Regions from separate parts of the Rattus norvegicus genome. Here region 1 is linked to region 2. A link is a contact called in public Hi-C data. All regions are on one chromosome and are shown on one strand. The core of a region is the stretch at or near the end of the contact, and the rest is flanking DNA. Distances in the headings are between cores, read along the strand shown.

What was found. A called contact is a pair of places that touch in the nucleus more often than the background predicts.
Region 1: a Hi-C map of kidney shows a contact between it and region 2, with 2.1 times the contacts expected there. The contact joins the promoter of Tsc22d2 here to the enhancer-like site in region 2. A contact is called at or near these places in 6 of 12 Hi-C or Micro-C datasets (the A7r5 cell line, the Rat2 cell line, Schwann cells and 3 more).

Annotation. Positions count from the first base shown.
Region 1 is chr2:144,793,478-144,800,095 of GRCr8, forward strand. It overlaps Tsc22d2 (TSC22 domain family, member 2), which reads left to right and starts at 3,563. Exons shown (of 4, transcript NM_001191960.1): 1 at 3,563-5,484. The coding sequence starts at 3,563.
Region 2 is chr2:144,749,026-144,755,286 of GRCr8, forward strand. The region is part of intron 1 of Rpl12-ps2 (ribosomal protein L12, pseudogene 2); the gene reads right to left. Among named protein-coding and RNA genes, the nearest start is that of Rpl12-ps2, 35 kb to the right of the region's middle. Within about 2 kb of position 2,461, at least 28 of the 93 cell types and tissues checked have an H3K27ac peak or open chromatin away from gene starts, as enhancers often do. A contact at or near this core is called in the A7r5 cell line, Schwann cells and kidney, where this site is marked.

The DNA of each region.
Region 1 (6,618 bases), core at 2,313-4,812, 46 kb after region 2:
ATTGTTTTTTCATCAGTGCAGCGAGGCCTTAGTTTTTAGGGTTGTTTTTCCCCCTACGTTGTTCTTTCTTCTGTACTTCCCGTATGCTGCTGAAAACTGAAGTCTTTGGGGAAGTACCAGATGTAAGTCAAATGGTCAAGTTGGGGGCTAAGAGAGCAGAATCAGGATTCCCACTGCCTCCAGTGCATGGTTTGTGGGTACAGGCATGGAGCCAGGATAACTGCATTAACGCCTTTAAGTCTGGCTCTCCAGGGACCTCTCCAATTCCAATGAGGCTGCATGTTACTTATTAACAACTCTCTACACACTAGCAAAGGTACTTACACGAAGGCTGCAGTCTATTGACTGATTTACTTTTTATTGATTTTATTATTTATTTATTTTTTGTCATTTTGTTATTTGTAGACTTTTAATTCCTTGTGGACAACTATGAATTATATTCTTTTTGTAGTTTGGGAATAGTTTGGTTGTCCTTTATACATAGATTTCAAAATTCCTACATCTAAGAATTCTTTTCATTTCTTCCCAACAGTCTAAAGTAAAAAAAATTCTCATTTTCTCTCTCTTTTTTTTTAACCTAGGATTTGCTTGTTTGTTAAGAAACAGGATATTAATGAGGTAGGAAGGTGACTGGCCTGAAACTCCTGTGCTCAAGTGATCCATCTGTCTCAGCTTCATGAGTTCTGCATTTTTTTAAGGGAAAAATATACAAAAGTGGGGTCTTTAACTGTTTGGAAAATGCTATTCTCAAGAAAACAGTTAAAAACACACACACACACACACACAACTTCATGAAACATCTAAATATTTTAACTTAATCCTAAGATGTCTTTTTTAACACTTTCTACTCCCCTTGTAGAAGAAATGTTGTTCTTGTTTCTTCAAATTAGTTTTATGTTTACATTCCTGTCATAGTAGAGCTCACCTGTTGTTTAAGAATGAATGCTTACAGATTACTCTTCCCCCTTTAATTGTGTGACAGAGGAATATCACACTAATAATCAGAAAGGGAAATTTACATAATAAGATAATGCAATATCATGATCAGGCATATGGTATTTATTTTTCTGAAACTAACATAGTTTCATAAACTGATAACCAATTTTAACATCAAAATTAAAATAATCTATTATAAATTCACATTGGATTTAACAAGCCAATTATTTCTACCATATTGTCTTGAGAAATTACTGATTACAGATTTAGAAATGAAGTATTCCATCAGCTATCTCAGGCATAATAATAACAGCATGTAACAGTTTCGTTTTTTCCTGTGCCCCCTCAAGAAACAGGGAGGTATTGGTTTTTATACTGACCTCTGTCATTTGGGTTTGAAGCACAGTTTCTATTGAGTTTAAAATATTTATCTCTGTAAATTACAGCTAAGTACCTTAAAAAACTGTGTAAATTTTAATTCTCAATCTGTTGTTGGATAAAAGAGTTCTTTTACGGTTGAAGAACTGAGTAAACTACTTTAAATGAGTCAGCCTGATATGATCTCTAAAAGCTGCAATAAATCTGACATCTTGAGTTCCAGCAAAACTTCTCAGACTTTAGCTAAATGGGAGCTCTTTTCATATATCAAGAGTTCAAGAGTGGCCAGTGTTTAAAATAACATCCTCACCCTCCCAATGTGGAGCTGATTGCCAGCACTTGGGAGGCAGAGGCAGGAAGCTCACTCTAAGTTCAAGGCCACTTTGGTTTAAGTAAGTAGCCTAGGCTACAACAGGTCTCTCTCCCTCTTTTTTTTTTTTTTTTTTCAAATGGACTCTTGGTTTTGATTAGGAAGTAGCTACCAGATGGAAAATTCAGTGGCACTTTCAGAGCTGCTGTCTGACTTAGTCCTGGAAGAAAGAGGTATTTTATTGTGCATGATGCAAACCAAGTAACAACAAGGCCTTAGCACAATCAAAAGAGCTCCACTTATTTAACACCATAGGCTCTTCAACTTTGGAACCTATAAGCAGATTTCACGTTCAACGTCTCAAAAGTTAAATGAACTCTTGCAGGCTTGAATCACAGCAAATCCTGGGAAATTTGGAATATGTTACTAACTCCTAATCTTTTTCGAAACCCGACTTTACTCTGGGCAAGTAATCATCCCTAACGCTGTTGTTGAAAACAGAATTTCTGTCTGAAAGATCATCTTTCTAATTCAGTCTGGCTTGCTGTTCTGTGTTTGTCACCCTCGTTTCTCTTAAATCTCACTTCTCCGACTATCATATTTTCAGGGCTTTTTAACGCGACTCGCTTTCTCCAGACATACATCTCTTCTGCAGCTGGATCGCCCTACTTTTCTCCCCTATCACCCGGGTTCCACTAAGACTCTGTTAAACGTTAGACCCAGCACATGACCTCGGGTCATCCAGGATTTCCACACGCCGGCACTAAACCGTGCGACGTTCCAGGATTGCAAATAAAAACCGTCCTCTGGCGTCTCAACTCCTAATGAACCTGCAGCGTAAAATTTAAATTTGAAAAAATTTTAAATAAAGAACCCGCTCCCTTTTCTCTGCCCTTTGGCCCCGCCCACGAACCCCCCTCAAGCCTCCACGAGAAGCTGCAGGAAACCGGAGGGGGCGGGGCGGTGACGTCACGACGCCGACGCGTCACGGAACGGCGGCGGCTGCGGCGCTGGCGGTGGCTGCGGCAGCGGCGGCATTTTAGTCTGCGGCGGCAGCGGCTGCGGGGCTGCTGCTCCTCCCAGCATCCCTGGCGCGGCCATTTCAGCCCCATCTTGGCCGAGTGGAGGGAGCTGCAGCCGCTGCTTCAGCAGTTTGAATTTCAGTTTTTCCGGAGTCTACGAACCGGCCGCGCCGAGGAGAAGCGGAAGACGCCTCCACCGGTCCCCCTCACGCCGCCGAGCGCCTCCGCACGCTTGCCGTTCCTTCAGCCGCCGCCGCCCCTCACGCGCCTCAGAGCCGCGAGGAGGCCGGGCCCGCCGCAGCGGGTGGCTCCCTGAGGGAGGCCAGACTGCCGGCCTTCCCCGCCCCCGAGCGGGCTTCCGCCGCCACCGCCGGCATGGCCCCGGGACTGCGCTCGGGCTAGAGCCCGGGACGGAGGGCTGCCTCCCGCCGCGGACCTCCAGCCCCGTCAGGAAGCGCCGGTCCCGGCCTCGCCGCTCCGCCTTCTTCCTCCGCGTCGCCGCGCGGGAGCAGCCGCGGGACCCGGCCAAAAGAGCCCGAGCGGGGCAGAACCGCCCCTCACGCCGCCGCCGCCGCCTCCTGCGCCCTGCGCTCCACCCCCAGCCGGGCCTGCTGACCGCGCCGAGCGCCGGGCTGGACTGACCGCGGCGGCTGAGCTGTGCGAGCAGCCGGCCCGCCCCTGAACCACGCTCGGACCGTCACTGACGGGTTGAATTGAGGCACCACTGCCGCGGGAGGTGAGAAGGAAGGAGGAGGATGTCGCGCCTAGACGCCGGCGCCCAGAGCAGCCCGTGACTTGCGGCGTGGGCCGTAGACCCAGGCGCGAACTCGGACTTTGTCTTTGGGGGCCCGTGCTCGGCCCTTCTCGGTTTCCGGTGGGGTCCCAGAGGAGCCTCTGTCCTCCAGCCTTTTCCACCATGTCCAAGATGCCGGCCAAGAAGAAGAGCTGCTTCCAGATCACCAGTGTCACCACGGCCCAGGTGGCCACTAGCATCACCGAGGACACCGAGAGCCTGGACGACCCGGACGAGTCGCGCACGGAGGACGTGTCCTCCGAGATCTTCGACGTTTCTCGGGCCACGGATTACGGCCCAGAGGAGGTGTGCGAGCGCAGCTCCTCGGAAGAGACGCTCAACAATGTCGGGGATGCGGAAACTCCCGGGACTGTGTCCCCGAACCTCATCCTAGATGGGCAGCTGGCAGCCGCTTCAGCTGTGCCCGCCAACGGAGGCGGCGGCGTGCCGGCCCGGAGCGTGGCAGGGGCACTCTCCCAGACCCTGGCGGCGGTTGCCACTTCAGTGTCTGCTCCTGGGCCAAGTAGTGCAACTCCATCTCAGCCCCCTGCCACTTGTAGTTCCCGTTTCCGCGTGATCAAACTAGACCACGGGAGCGGAGAGCCGTATCGGCGCGGCCGATGGACGTGTATGGAATACTACGAGCGGGATTCAGATAGTAGCGTCCTCAGTAGGTCCGGGGATTGCATTAGACACAGCAATACTTTGGAGCAGACTGCAGAGCGGGACAGCGGCTTGGGCGCCACCGGAGGGTCGGTGGTGGTGGTGGTGGCCTCCATGCAGGGGGCGCACGGGCTGGACTCGGGAACTGACAGCTCCTTGACTGCTGTGTCACAGCTACCCCCGTCGGAGAAAATGAGCCAGCCCACTCTCGCCCAGCCGCAGAGTTTCAGCGTTGGGCAGCCACAGCCTCCACCGCCCGTAGGTGGGGCTGTGGCTCCAAGTTCGGTGTCGCTGCCGCTGTTCCCCGGAGCAGCGACCGGGTCGCAGCCAATGACGGCAGCCACTCAGCCAACTCAGCTCCAGGGAGCCGTAGCCGGCGGCGCCCTCCCCGGGCCTGTTGGCCAGGGGCTGCCGCCGCCGCCGAATGTCAACCTGGCACAGCCTGTGGCCCTGACAGCTCAGCCTGGCCCGGCGGTCGGCTCCTCGTTGTCACAGCAGTTCGCCTATCCCCAGCCTCCGATACCACCCGGGCATTTGTTGCCGGTCCAGCCATCGGGCCAGAGTGAGTACCTGCCGCCGCACGTGGCCCTGCAGCCACCAAGCCCTGCGCAGCCCTTGTCTACCAGCGCTAGCGCGACCTCTGCTTCAGCGGCCAGCTTTCCTCTGGGATCTGGCCAGAGCGTTTCTTCCTTGGGTGCCCAGATGATGGGCGCCTCTGCCCAGCCCAGTGAAGTCGTGGCCCCGGGTCCGGTTCCCGTGGGCCAGGCCGCTCCTTGTCAGCCGGCCGGAGTGGCCCCAGCTGCTATAGGAGGCGTGGTGCAGCCTGGCTCTGGGCTGACCGGGGTTGGGCAGCCCCAGTCCGTGCAGCCTCCGCCACATATGGGTGGCAGTGTTCAGCTGTCAGCCGTGCCTGGTGGTCCTCACACCGTGGTGCCCGGAGTTCCAAACGTGCCTGCAGCGGTACCCGTTCCAAGCGTGCCTGTTGTGCCCACCACTTCTGTTACTATGCCAAATGTACCCGCGCCTCTGGGCCAGTCTCAGCAGCTGAGCGGCCATACGCCAGTCAGCCGGAGCAGCAGCGTCATCCAGCAAGTTGGTCCACCCTTAGCGCAAGGCACACACAGTGCACCAACAAGTCTACCACAGTCTGATCTAAGCCAGTTTCAGACTCAGACCCAGTCTTTAGTCAGGCAAATTGACGATACTAGAAGAAAATCAGAACCCCTACCTCAAGCACCACTTTCTCTCATTGCTGAAAATAAGCCTGTTGTGAAGCCTCCAGTTGCAGATGCCCTGGCAAACCCTCTTCAATTAACACCTATGAACAGTCTGGCCACCTCTGTATTCAGCATAGCTATTCCTGTTGATGGTGATGAAGACAGGTAGGTAAATTTTTATTTTGAACATCTGGTAGAGTTGCTTGCCCAAATAGATGCAGTTTTGGGAGTGAGTTTGTTTGTTTCCACTTAAGGTCTTTATTTTTAAAACTTAAGTTTGGTAAAAATCAATTCAAAGTTTGGGAGTAAGGAGACAAAAGTCACGGGATTTTTGTTGTTGTTGTTTTGTTTTTGTTTTCTTTTTAAGAAATTAAATGGATAGTGGTTCAACGCCGTTGGTATATTTATTTCAGCTTAACAGTTTAAAGATGAGAGCTGGTATTGCCCCCACCCTTAGTAAGAGAGTCCCTTTCTAAGGTAGTAATTACTTTTGAGTGCTTATTGCAGTTTTGCCTGAGTTAGTTTTGAAACTCTTTAAGACAGAAAACCAGAGAGCCTTTTCCTGGGGGCAGGGAAGGAATGGAATAGAAGCAGTCTCCATCAGTGAATTGGGCAGACTGGAAAGAACGATAAAATGTGGTGAAGTCTAGCTTTGACTACCCCTAAGTCAGTCTTTAATAGAAGGGAGTCGTGAGAGTTCCCAGTAACTTTTCAAACTTTTCAAAGTTTAAGCAAAATAGGAAAAAGAAAAAGTACTGGAAGATGGATGTTCTATCAGTCTTTAGTGAAGGGAGGTGTGAAATGCCTAAACAATAATAAAGGCTATAGTTTTAAAATGTCTGTAACCAACGCCCTCTACCCAGAGTGTAGGGTATGCTTTTTAAATAGGTAGAAATTAGTGCATTGCTACGCTGTTCATGGTTGTGGCTACTTAGGAATTGTAGGGTTCTTTTTTTTTTTTATTTTTTTTTATTTTTTTATTTTTTAAGGAACTATCACATAGACCTTTGACATGACATAAGTCCAACCTTGTTAAAAACTTAACTACAGTATTAACACTACATTAAACATTACAGGAAGAGTTGGGTATCTTCTTACATTGTAGGTTTTCAAGAGGTTAATTTTAGGTGCTAAAAGGATCAAAATTTGGTATGATCTAGAATTAGTTATATAGACTATCATGAAATAATAAAGCATCTCTTCTATATTTTAGTCTCACACCCTTTGACTTCCAGTTATTATGTATATGTGTATGTATGTATGTATATATGTACATATATATTATGCTAGTTAAAAATG
Region 2 (6,261 bases), core at 1,211-3,710:
CCTGAATTCAGCAGTAGTTGCCAGCAGTAGTTGTGATGTTCCCTTTCCTAATTTTGAGACTTCTAATGCTATTTTTTCTTCTACATCCTATTCTCTCATATTAAAAGTAATACAAATCCTTGATTATCCCTGTAGATTTTTATAGAAGAGTCTCATATTGCATAAGAACTGTGCTCCCTGGAGCAAGATTCATGACTGCATGGTCTTATCTCTTAATCACATGCTAGCTCCCTGTGTGGACTGTCCTTTCTCTAACCTCTATGTCAACCCTTAAAACTCCACCAGTTTTTCTAGTTCTAGCCAAGCCTCTCCCCCTTCCACAGATTCTCTACAGAGGACTTTCTTCCCTGTTTGAACAATCATATCTTACGATTTTTTTCCACTGTATGGTATTTACTAAGATATGTCCTACATATTTTTAGTCTCTGCCTCTCCAAAAAAAATATTCCTTAAATTATTAAATGGATGTATTCAATTTTTCTTTAATAGAGTAAGAGTTTCAATCTACCCCAGGCTCTTGCTTTTTGAAAACTCTGAAATGTTTCTGAAGTATTCAACCTGTTGGTTTCTTAGTTTGCAGCCTTGTGCTTTCTATTGATTTCAGTGTTTGTAAATTGTTACATTTTAAAGGCAGGGGTGCCTTCCATGAAACTAATAGAGTATTACATAGCAGAATGTCTATAGGCCTTTAACAAAATTAAACCTACTCATCAGACGCATTTCTAGAGCCTTCTGGAAACATGTGTCACGCTCATGGGTGGCTGCATTCCAGAGAACTGAATATGTGCTACAGAGCAAGAGCAGTGCTAGGGGCAGGGAGAAAACCCTTACAAGGCGAGAGAGCTGATGGGACTCCAAGCTCCAGGCTAAATGAGGAATGAGGCAGTGCTGTTTTGAAATGCTGAGTTCAGTGCGGAAAAAAAAGAGAAGTAAAGGGAGACAGGCATCTGCCCGTATCCAGCGTATCAGCCAGACTCGTCAGTTGGAGAAGGAGCTTCAGGGGGTCTAAATTTATGGTCTAAGTCAGAGCAACCACCCTAGGTGGTTTCTAGGCCATTTCTAGCCTCCCTTTACCAGCCTCCACTCCTTGGAAGATTTTAAGACCAAGACAGCGCTCTCAGAACCTCTTGAGAAACCAGCCCTTCCCTTAATTTCCCTCTTGTCCTGTGGCAGGGGACCTGCAGTAAAGCTCTAGATCTGAGGGAGGTGATAAGGAGGGAGGGTCCTGATTCTGCCACTCAGAAGCTGACAAGCTGCCTGACTGCTTAGAACTTCAGTTTTCTCCCCCTATAAAGCTATAAAGCTAGCCACTAATACCTACGATCTGGCTTGCACATTAGCTGCTGTTCAATAAACAGCAGCTATCGAAACAACACAGCACTGCGTTAAACACGCAGAATCCAGATCTCGACAGGAACGGCACCATGACTCAACATCTACCTTCTGTGTGGCAGAATTTCCCAGTCCCCGGCTCCCGATCTCCCATAATAGGGATGATAAGAATCATTTCATTGGCAGAGTTAATGAATGGATGGCGTGGTTCTTGTTCAGAGCTGGTTACATTACAAGCATTCAGTAGACTAAGGAGCAGTAGGTAGTGTAATTGTCGTTATCACAATAATGCAACAGGAGGCAACAACCAAGACTGCTGAGCTGCTGCTGAGCTCTCTGCCCTCAGTTTTCTTGATTGTGAGATCCTAGCGTCTCCATTCCCTTCTCGGTAAGTAGCTTAGAGACAGCATAGTGGTTGCTTCGTTGGACTAAGCTCACCGGTATATGGTCATCCCTTAGAACAACTCGGGTACACAGTGAACAATAATTCTTAGACATTATCACATAAGTTGCCCTCATACCTCTACTTTAGGGGCATTTCCATCAGTAGTTTTAGAGTGTGAGATTTTTAAGCAGTTAAATAAATTGGAAGTTTGAGTGCTCTCTGCTGATTAATCTACACTACCATTTCCCCCTGGAAATAATTCAGGCTCTCAGCCATAAGCAGTTTGCAACTGGGCCCCAGCGGACTGTTCCTTCAGTGTGGACATACAAAGCAATGAACTGCATCTTGTAAACCAGTCCTTCCAGAAAGAGACAACAACATTGTCGTTGTCTCCTTTCTCTGGCCCTTTATCCTCCACAGGCTGTCCCTGTGGAGGGAAGAGACTTTACAGTTAGGCACGTTGCTAAATCTCCAGCTAGGCTTCAGCCTGGGCAGGACACGCCAAAGCTCCCGGAGTGTACTGCAGAAACTCATTTAGCTCTGGGAAAGGTTTACAGTCCAGGAAGCATTTTTTTCCCCTTTGTCTTCAGCCAATAATCTGGCAACTCAGTGATGTCACCCTGCTGTTATGCAAAATGACTTAACTGTTGGAAAGGTGACAGGAATTCCAGTGACTGCAGGATCACAATGAAACTGCTTAGCTGCTCACTTAGTCATATTACACATCACAGATAAGTCACTTTCGAGCTGTGATTAACCAACTGCTCAAAGAGCGCCAGGGTCAGAATAGAAAAGTCAGGGCCCGTGCCTCATGCTTTAAATGATCACATCCAGTCATTGCAGCGTCTGAATCATGTACACGAGGTGTTCATCCCAGTAACACCAGGCCCTTGAAAGGAAACAGCTGGAAGAAAGAAAGTACGTTTTTTCTGCCGAAAAAAGTTTATACAAAATTGCTGTGTCCCTCTCCTAAAATCAGTCATTGGAGCCTCCTGATGACTTTACCAATCCAAAGCCAATGGGAGAGGAGGCTGTGCTCTCTGAGAGCAGGAGTTGCTGCCACACCTTCTTCTTTTGCTCACCCAGACTGGCCTCTGTCACTGGTCACAAGAGGTGGGTACCATCTTGTTCTACAGTATCAGTTGTTAAAATAATGCTTACATTTCTCTGATTTGTTTTTTAAATTAACCAACACTGAAAAGCGCAAAAGGAAGGAAAGCCTCCACCACCCTTCCCTCCTAAAAACTAAACTGGGTTTCAGTTCCTGTACCAGCTAGGACCGTATAATACAACACAAATCCTTACCTGGCATTGTGCTGGGCATTGAAAGACTAAAAAGACGCCCACACTTGCCCCTGAAGGAGTCCACAGCGTAAAGTAATAAGGTGCCTGATTCAAAAACAGGCGTTTAGCAGAAGCTGGGAAGTGCAGAATGTAAAGTGGGAAGCAAGCACAGAGGGGTTTATCCCTGCAGATTCTCCTAGACCAGGTTACTGAAGGGTTTATAAACTATGAAGATTAACAGAGAGCAAAGCCTTAGAAATGTTTAGAGCAATGTCAATAATTTTTTTCAAAGCAATACTTTGATTGTTTCCTTAGGAATTGCACCTTGTATACCCCAATTGTGCTCATTTCCCAGTCCTCCCATGCCCTTTTCCTCCAACACTAACAGCAAGAAGTCCAATGTGTATTGCCCATACACTTACTGGAGCATAGTTAAACTCCAGTGGCCTGCCCCCTAAAGAAAATTGAGTTCCTCACCTGCGCCCCCTCCAGAAGCCATCAGTTGTAGAGAGCTACACTTCAGCATCCTTATCACCTCATCATCCTTATATTATTTTTTCTATTATTATGTCTTCTTTTATTTATTTATTTATTTATTTATTTATTTATTTATTAACTTGAGTATTTCTTATTTACATTTCGATTGTTATTCCTTTTCCCGGTTTCCGGGCCAACATCCCCCTAATCCCTCCCCCTCCCCTTCTTTATGGGTGTTCCCCTCCCCATCCTCCCCCCATTACCGCCCTCCCCCCAACAATCACGTTCACTGGGGGTTCAGTCTTAGCAGGACCAAGGGCTTCGCCTTCCACTGGTGCTCTTACTAGGCTATTCACTGCTACCTATGAGGTCAGAGTCCAGGGTCAGTCCATGTATAGTCTTTGGGTAGTGGCTTAGTCCCTGGAAGCTCTGGTTGGTGGGCATTGTTGTTCATATGTGGTCTCGAGCCCCTTCAAGCTCTTCCAGTTCTTTCTCTGATTCCTTCAACGGGGGACCTATTCTCAGTTCAGTGGTTTGCTGCTGGGATTCACCTCTGTATTTGCTGTATTCTGGCTGTGTCTCTCAGGAGCGATCTACATCCGGCTCCTGTCAGTCTGCACTTCTTTGCTTCATCCATCTTGTCTAATTGGGTGGCTGTATATGTATGGGCCACATGTGGGGCAGGCTCTGAATGGGTGTTCCTTCAGTCTCTGTTTTAATCTTTGCCTCTCTATTCCATGCCAAGGGTATTCTTGTTCCCCTTTTAAAGAAGGAGTGAAGCACTACCTTTTGATCATCCGTCTTGAGTTTCATGTGTTCTGTGCATCTAGGGCAATTCAAGCATTTGGGCTAATAGCCACTTATCAATGAGTGCATACCATGTGTGTTTTTCTGCTTATCACAATTTTTATGAGTTCTTTTTCAGTGGCTTCCTATTTAGGCTGCTATGTTCAGGGCGAGGGGAGGGGTTATTATGGAAGCCTTTCTTGTCCCTCTTTCTCAATTGTGCATTGGCAGTTACGGACAACACAAAGTAGCTTTCTTGTTCCTTACAGTCAGCTGGAGCTCAGATCAAGGACTTTTGCTCGTGGTTTCTGGCATCGTGAACACGGTCCAGATACATTAGGACCATGGACCTAGCAAGGTCCTTGGAGGCAGCCTGGACCATGGATATCAACATGGCTTCAGGCTGCAGCAGATCCCTAGACCCAGACTTGGCCCTTGGTGGTTACAGGGACCCAGACAGCAAGCACCACAGTCTCAGGTAGGTAGCACAGGTCACCCACATTTACATGGTCCTAGGAACAGCACAGGCCCACAAAAATCAACACAGCCCAAGGCCAGACAACCACATAGCATGAAATAGGTAAGACAGGCCACCAACATCCACCTCACCCCTGGCCCCATCAGGACCACACATAGCCCTCAGTCGCATCACAGGACCATGGTGGTCCTTCAAAGAGGTCTAATCCAGAAAGTGGAGCGTCCCTCATCTCGGCCTCTGGCACAGCCCAGAGTCTGGGCGATCCCATGGTCAGGAAGCAGGTTAGGGGCTGTGTCTGCATCTTTGTAAACTCCACGCTGCTCCATACCACTCAGATGACGGCACTGGGCAACGGTCTGTTCCACGGTGGACTCCAGCACTCCCTCACACCTATCACTGCCATCACATGTCCTTCCTACATTAAGTTGTTCAACAAAATACATGTTTGCTTTCGAGTTCGAATAAAAAATTGGAGGAAAAAAATGTACTTCTAGGTACAAATACGACAACGATGGTAGTAAAAATAGAAACAGAAAACAGTTCTAGGAAAGAGTAAGCATTCAAATATCAAGACACAACAGAATTTCTATGATTTGGCATCAGCTTTCACTCTGGGCTTTCTGACCTGGGATGAGGAACTACAGAATCGCAATCAGTAAAATTACTGTTTCTATGATGAAGAAATAAACACGTAAGTTTCTCAGCAACACATTTTTCCTGCCAGCAAAATCTATCTTTAAAAGTTTAATGCCAAGTACAGCAAATGTTTGTGGCGTGGGAGACACTGATCTAAATAGCATTTGTATAATAAACATATGAGCAAATTTAAACTGTCTCTTACATTGGTGAGTGCCTAGATGTAGAGATGGATTAGAGCTGAAAGACTTTATCCAATTCAAGAGTAGAACTGGAACACCCTAGTGGAGTAGATGAATGGCATATGTTTGAAGGTTCTTTGACTAGTTCTCTCAGCCAAGCTTGTACAATGACAGGTAGTATAGTCTCTTATTAGCTGAAAAGCTATTCTAGCACTTCTGATTGCTGATTGAAGATCTATAAAAGCTCACGGTCTCAAAACAAAAGAAAAACAAGATCAAACTCATGCACACATCCCTTTTGACACTGATATTAGGAAGCAAATTTATATAATATTAGGTTATGTGCAATTATGTAATATTAGGCATCATAGAATGACTATTACTTGAGAAGTTATAACATTTAATGCTCTTCTTTTTTTTTTTTTTTTTTTGTTCTTTTTTTTCGGAGCTGGGGACCGAACCCAGGGCCTTGCGCTTCCTAGGCAAGCGCTCTACCACTGAGCTAAATCCCCAACCCTTAATGCTCTTCTTATTAATATTAATTATTCTCCGTTACCTGAATCAATTTAATAAATAATGCAAAAGCTTCTATTAGTGAGATGGAGTATCAAAATATTGTTACACTGGATTCAACAAAAATTTCACGGTATAAAATTTTCTTTCATAATGTAATTTATTTAAATAAGCAAGAACTGGCTTCA